Linked DNA regions of Capra hircus: region 2 is linked to region 1. The links are chromatin contacts, called in public Hi-C maps. All regions are on one chromosome and are shown on one strand. The core of a region is the stretch at or near the end of the contact, and the rest is flanking DNA. Distances in the headings are between cores, read along the strand shown. Region 1 overlaps SEZ6 (seizure protein 6 homolog). Region 2 overlaps MYO18A (unconventional myosin-XVIIIa).

Evidence for each region. Hi-C and Micro-C count contacts between places; a contact is called where the count stands out from the background.
Region 2: a contact with region 1 is called in a Hi-C map of liver, with 5 times the contacts expected there. The contact joins two enhancer-like sites. A contact is called at or near these places in 3 of 5 Hi-C or Micro-C datasets (blood and liver).

What each region holds. Positions count from the first base shown.
Region 1 is chr19:20,155,196-20,157,919 of ARS1.2, reverse strand. It overlaps SEZ6 (seizure protein 6 homolog), which reads left to right. Exons shown (of 17, transcript XM_018064332.1): 5 at 1,301-1,486. Among named protein-coding and RNA genes, the nearest start is that of PHF12, 11 kb to the right of the region's middle. Within about 2 kb of position 1,414, at least 2 of the 5 cell types and tissues checked have an H3K27ac peak or open chromatin away from gene starts, as enhancers often do.
Region 2 is chr19:20,305,306-20,308,029 of ARS1.2, reverse strand. It overlaps MYO18A (unconventional myosin-XVIIIa), which reads left to right. Exons shown (of 42, transcript XM_018064343.1): 4 at 94-181; 5 at 377-483; 6 at 607-783; 7 at 1,131-1,344; 8 at 1,721-1,863; 9 at 2,423-2,523. Among named protein-coding and RNA genes, the nearest start is that of TRNAV-CAC, 56 kb to the right of the region's middle. Within about 2 kb of position 1,364, at least 1 of the 5 cell types and tissues checked has an H3K27ac peak or open chromatin away from gene starts, as enhancers often do.

The sequences.
Region 1 (2,724 bases), core at 165-2,664:
ACTCAAGGTAAAGAATCTGCCTACAGTGCAGGAGACACAGGAGACGCGGGCTAGATCCCTGTGTCAGGAAGATCCCCTGGAGTAGGAAATGGAACCCACTCCAGTATTCTTGCCTGGAGAATCCCATGAACCAAGGAGCCTGGCAGGCTACAGTCCATGGGGTCTTGCATAGAGTCCGATACGACTGAGCAACTAAGCTAAGCTCTGGCACTGACATTGTGTCTGGACCCTGGTCTGCCCAGAAGCAGCCCTTTCTTATATTCATACAGAGACACACAGAGGCTAGTAGAGTTCCTGCCTGGACCTCACTTCCCATCCTCCTAGTGCCATCAAGTGAGGGTGAGCCTCCTCCAACCCCAAGACCCAGGAGTGGTTTCTCAGTCTAGACGGTCCTCATCTCTCCCAGCACCCCAGGGTTTTCAGGCTCCATAGCCCAGACTCTTCACTCAGCCGCTCTCCTTGACCCCTCCAAGGCCTTCTTCCCTACCTCTCAGCCCTGGTCCCCATTTTTAGCTAAGGCCCCAGCTTGGCACTGGATTGGGATTTGCTGGGCTGTTTTACAGGATTTGCTGCCACCATTCGGTTATATTTGGTATGACAGTTTCAAAAGTTAAGTTTCCCAGGGCAACTTGTTCCTCCCACAACTTCCTTGAAGTTGCATCCTGCTTCCCCATCCGGGATGCCTCCTGTTTTTCGAAGTCCACAGCCCTTGTCATCAAGGTTTTTAGCACTCCTCAGTGAATACCGGGAAAGTTTTTACTGTTTGACTTTGGTGTTTCCTGCTGTAATTCATCTTTGTCCCTTGCAGAAAAAATAATATCAATACTTCACATCAATATAGGCGTTTCACTATTTCGAGTGCTTTCACATCTATAAGTCATTCAGTACACATTTCTTGGTTCCAGGGATACCAAGCTGAATAAGATACTCCCCATTTATTCTCACAAGAACCCTGAAAGTGCGCTGACATTTTGAACCTCAGTTAACAAATGAGGAAACCAGGATACTGAAAGGAGATATAACTTGCCTGGAGTGTCAAAGCTTGGAACCCAAGGCTCCAACTTCCAGCTCTGTGCTTGCTCCAGCCCAGGCTGCGGAAGTATCACTGACACCTTCTGGGGAGGGGATCAGAGTCTCTTCTGCAATTCCTGATGCTTCCTCTGACACCTCGAGGCAGGCTGGGGCAGGCCTCTTTTGCCCTGGCTATGACTCAGCCCCTTACACACACACACACACACACACACACACGCATGCACGCACACACACACACACACACACGTCACCCATTCTCTCTCTGCAGCCTACCTCCTGAGCTGCCACTTTCCCCGACGTCCAGCTTATGGAGCTGTGACTGTCACCAGCCTCCACCCTGGAGGTAGTGCCCGCTTCCGCTGTGCCACCGGCTACCAGCTGAAGGGTGCCAGGCTCCTTACCTGTCTCAACGCCACCCAGCCCTTCTGGGATTCTCAGGAGCCGGTCTGCATCGGTGAGTGTCCCCCGGGGACTCAGTGCCAAACAGGGAAGTGAGGTGGGGGCTCATCCCTGCTCTCTGTTGCGGTCTGGCACCTCCATTTGCTCTCCATAAGGAAGCCAGAAAATGGCCTCACACCTCAGTAGCATTTACACAATCTGTACTTCTTGAGCACTTACTGTATGGAGGCACCACAGGTATACCGAGTGGAATTAAACAGGGACTGCGCCCTCAAGGAGCCCACAGTTCTAGGAAATGAGGGAGGAAGACAGGCCCTGGGTCACCAACTTCCAGAGCAGGAAGTTAAAAGCACGGATGAAGAGAAAGAGTGGCTGGAGTGGGTGGAAGCAGTCGCTCCTAGCTGGGTGCCTAGAAGGCTTCCTGGGGGGAGCAGCTTTGAGGGTTTCAGTGGAAGGAACAGTGTGGGCAGTGAACCCAAGGTGACAAGGGGAGGGAGCGTTTGAGGGACACAGAAAACAGCCAGGTTTGGCTGAGGCCTGAGACATGGGGAGAGGGTGGTGGGAGGGCCTTGAACGTCAGGCCAAGACACTGGGTGGAGAACCGTTGACATTTTGTGAGACGAGGAGGGAGGGGTTCAGAACTGTCCCTCAGGAGAGACAGGCGGGTGGTGTCTGAAAGCTCGCAGCCAGCCAGGCAAGAGGGTTTGAATTTAGACAATGACTTTGGGAATGAAGAGGTTCCAGAGACCCCGACGAGGGAAAGGGGGTACGTAGGAGACTCCCAGGTTCTGGTCCTGGGTGATCGGAGAGTCTGAGATTGCTGCCAGTGAAGAGGGGCTTGTTGACAGAGGAAGATGGAGTGTTTTGTTTGCAGGGTGAAAGCATCTTGGGGTTTTGATACTTATTTCATCCTATAAACTCTTTCTGGGCATCAGGCCAAAGTGGGTATGAATAAGCCAGACCTGGGCTCTGCCCTCAAGGAGCTCTCTGTTCGACGGGAAGACTGGAAAGCGACTCAGGAAGTTCAGGGCAGATGGTGCTGTGATGGGGCGAACTCAGGGCACCATGGAGATCCAAGCGGGGGGAGTAGGGGAGAGCTGCTCGAAAACGAAGAAGGAGGTCAAACAAGCTTCCCAAGGAGAAGGCAGGGAAGGGTGACGGGCATGTCGGAGCTCCGGGCAGTGGAATGGATTCCTGGAACAGCGCATGCAGAGATGCAGAGACATGAAGCGGCACGCCACAGTGGGGGCCGGCGGGGCACGCCTGAAGAAGACAGTGGGCCGGGAAGCGCTG
Region 2 (2,724 bases), core at 115-2,614, 150 kb before region 1:
GAAGCCCCTCCTGTCACGCATCTCCCCTCCCGCTGTCCCTGCATGCTTTCCAGAACAGGCTCCGACTCTCTGTCCTTCCCCTCCCTCCGGCAGGTGAAGACAGAAGAGCAGATCGCAGCCGAGGAAGCCTGGTATGAGACAGAGAAGGTGTGGCTTGTCCATAAGGATGGCTTCTCGCTGGGTGAGTCTGGGGAGGCCCAGGGGGCAGGTGCCTGGGCCCCTCTGGTTTCAGGACTAGGCGGCTGGTGGGCCTCTGGGTCTGGCCAGGGCTGGGTGGTGCATGGGGAGAAGGCGGGGCCGTGAAAGCCCCAGAGAGGACTGCTGTGGCTTCCCAGGCTCATGTCTGTCTGTCTGTCTGTCTGTCTCTGCTCTGCAGCCACTCAGCTCAAATCCAAGGAGCTCAGCCTGCCCGAGGGGAAGGTGCGAGTGAAGCTCGACCACGATGGGGCCGTCCTGGACGTGGATGAGGATGACGTGGAGAAGGTTTGTGGGAGGCTGATGGAGGGCACCAGAGGGGGGCCCTGCCGGGCTGGGCAGGCTGTCTGCTGGCATGGCCAACCAGATCTGCTTCTTCTTCGGTGCCCACCTGTCTGTCCCATCCCGCAGGCCAATGCTCCCTCCTGCGACCGTCTGGAGGATCTGGCCTCGTTGGTGTACCTCAACGAGTCTAGCGTCCTGCACACTCTGCGCCAGCGCTACGGTGCCAGCCTGCTGCACACATATGCCGGCCCCAGCCTGCTGGTCCTCAGTCCCCGAGGGGCCCCGGCCGTGTACTCGGAGAAGGTGCGGCCCCACAGACCCACCACCCTCTACCTCCCCGCGTCGCCCACCTTCCCCAGCCCTGCCTCTTCCACTTGGCATCCCACAGGGCTCTTGTCCACACTCACAGTGACCTTGGGGACAGGAGTCAATTCAAGGGATGGGGACAGAAGCCGCACCACCACCACCACCTCGCATAGAGGCCAGGACTTGACTAGTATCTGCACTTCCATGTATGACCTTAGCCTCCGAACTTTCTGGCTCCTCTGGAGTGAAAAGCCCAGAAAGGTGTGGGTCTCGGGGGTGAGGGCTGTCCACATGGGGCCAGCTAAGAGCGCCCACCCCTTCTTTCCACCCCTCTCACACCCCAGGTGATGCACATGTTCAAGGGGTGTCGGCGGGAGGACATGGCCCCGCACATCTACGCAGTAGCCCAGACCGCCTACAGGGCGATGCTTATGAGCCGTCAGGACCAGTCCATCATCCTCCTGGGCAGCAGTGGCAGTGGCAAGACCACCAGCTGCCAGCATCTGGTGCAATATTTGGCCACCATCGCAGGCACCAGCGGGAACAAGGTGTTCTCTGGTGAGGCAGAGGCAACCGGGGAAACAGAATGGACTGGAGGGGGCGGGGTAGGACCGGAGAGGCGGTGGAGCTGGATAGGGGGCGGGGCTGGAGAGGGGGTGGAGCTGGATGGGGGGCGGGGCTGGAGAGGGGCGGGGCTGGAGAGGGGGTGGGGATGGAGGCCCTGCCAAGACACCAGCTCTTTTACCCCCCCGGGCCTCTCTGTGTCCTCAAAACCCTTCTGTCCCCAGCAGTTCTGGTGTGAGTAACTGAGCCTTTGGGTACTAGGGGAGCAGCTACGGGCTGGGCCTCCGATTCTGCCTGGGCCTCTGGAGCCTGTGGCTGGGGGCGAGCAGCGCCTGGCCCTCCTGACAGCCCCGGGGCCTGTTTTCTGCAGTGGACAAGTGGCAGGCTCTGTCCACCCTCCTGGAGGCCTTTGGGAATAGCCCCACCGTCATGAACGGCAACGCCACCCGCTTCTCCCAGATCCTCTCCCTGGACTTTGACCAGGCTGGCCAGGTGGCCTCCGCCTCTGTTCAGGTGAGGGGCATGCAGGGTGGTAAGAGACTGGCTGCCTGGTTTCCATGCCTAGAAAGCAGACTCTCTCCTGCGCCTCGTTTTCCTGAGATTCTGCCCCAACGAAGTGGACCCCAGCCCCAGCAGGGCTGTCCTGCTTTGCCCAGAGCCTCCACATTCTGCCCACCCGCTGTGCCTCCTGCCCTGGGTGGGGCATGGCTTGGCTTCCTGCCTATCCTGGGGTGGCCCACACCTTAGTTGCTCAGGGCCTTCTCTCAGCCTGATTGACCCATGCAGGACTGGCCTGTCAGTAAAGTAAGGCCCACCCTCTGAGGCTGGTTCCCTTCCGTGCTTATGAAATAGCTCATCCCGAGTGCCTGGTTCCCCTGGCCGCTGGGTTGGGTGGCAGGGCATGTGATCTTCCCCAGCTCTGGGGTCTGCCCCACACTTGCCTGTGAGGTGATCTGGCCTCTGGTTGAGCTCCTTGAGAATAAGATGCAGCTGCTCGTTGCCACGGGCCTGGTTGGGGAAGCCTGACCTGGGCCTGCCCTCCAGCCCACACACCCTCTATGCTCTGCTGCAGACCATGCTTCTGGAAAAGCTGCGTGTGGCCCGACGTCCAGCCGGTGAGGCCACATTCAACATCTTCTACTACCTGCTGGCCTGTGGGGATGGCACCCTCAGGTGAGTGGGACAGAGGGCACCGGGAGGATGCTCTGGGCTCCCACCCACTGACAGCTCCTGGGCTTTGCCCCCGATTGTATCCCATGCCAGTTGTTTATTTCATGGCTGCTATGTGTTAGGCTCTGAGCTAGGCCCTGGAGGTGATGAGCTGAATGAGCCATAGGCCTTGCCCAGCAGGAGCTCCCTGGCCTTGGACCCTCG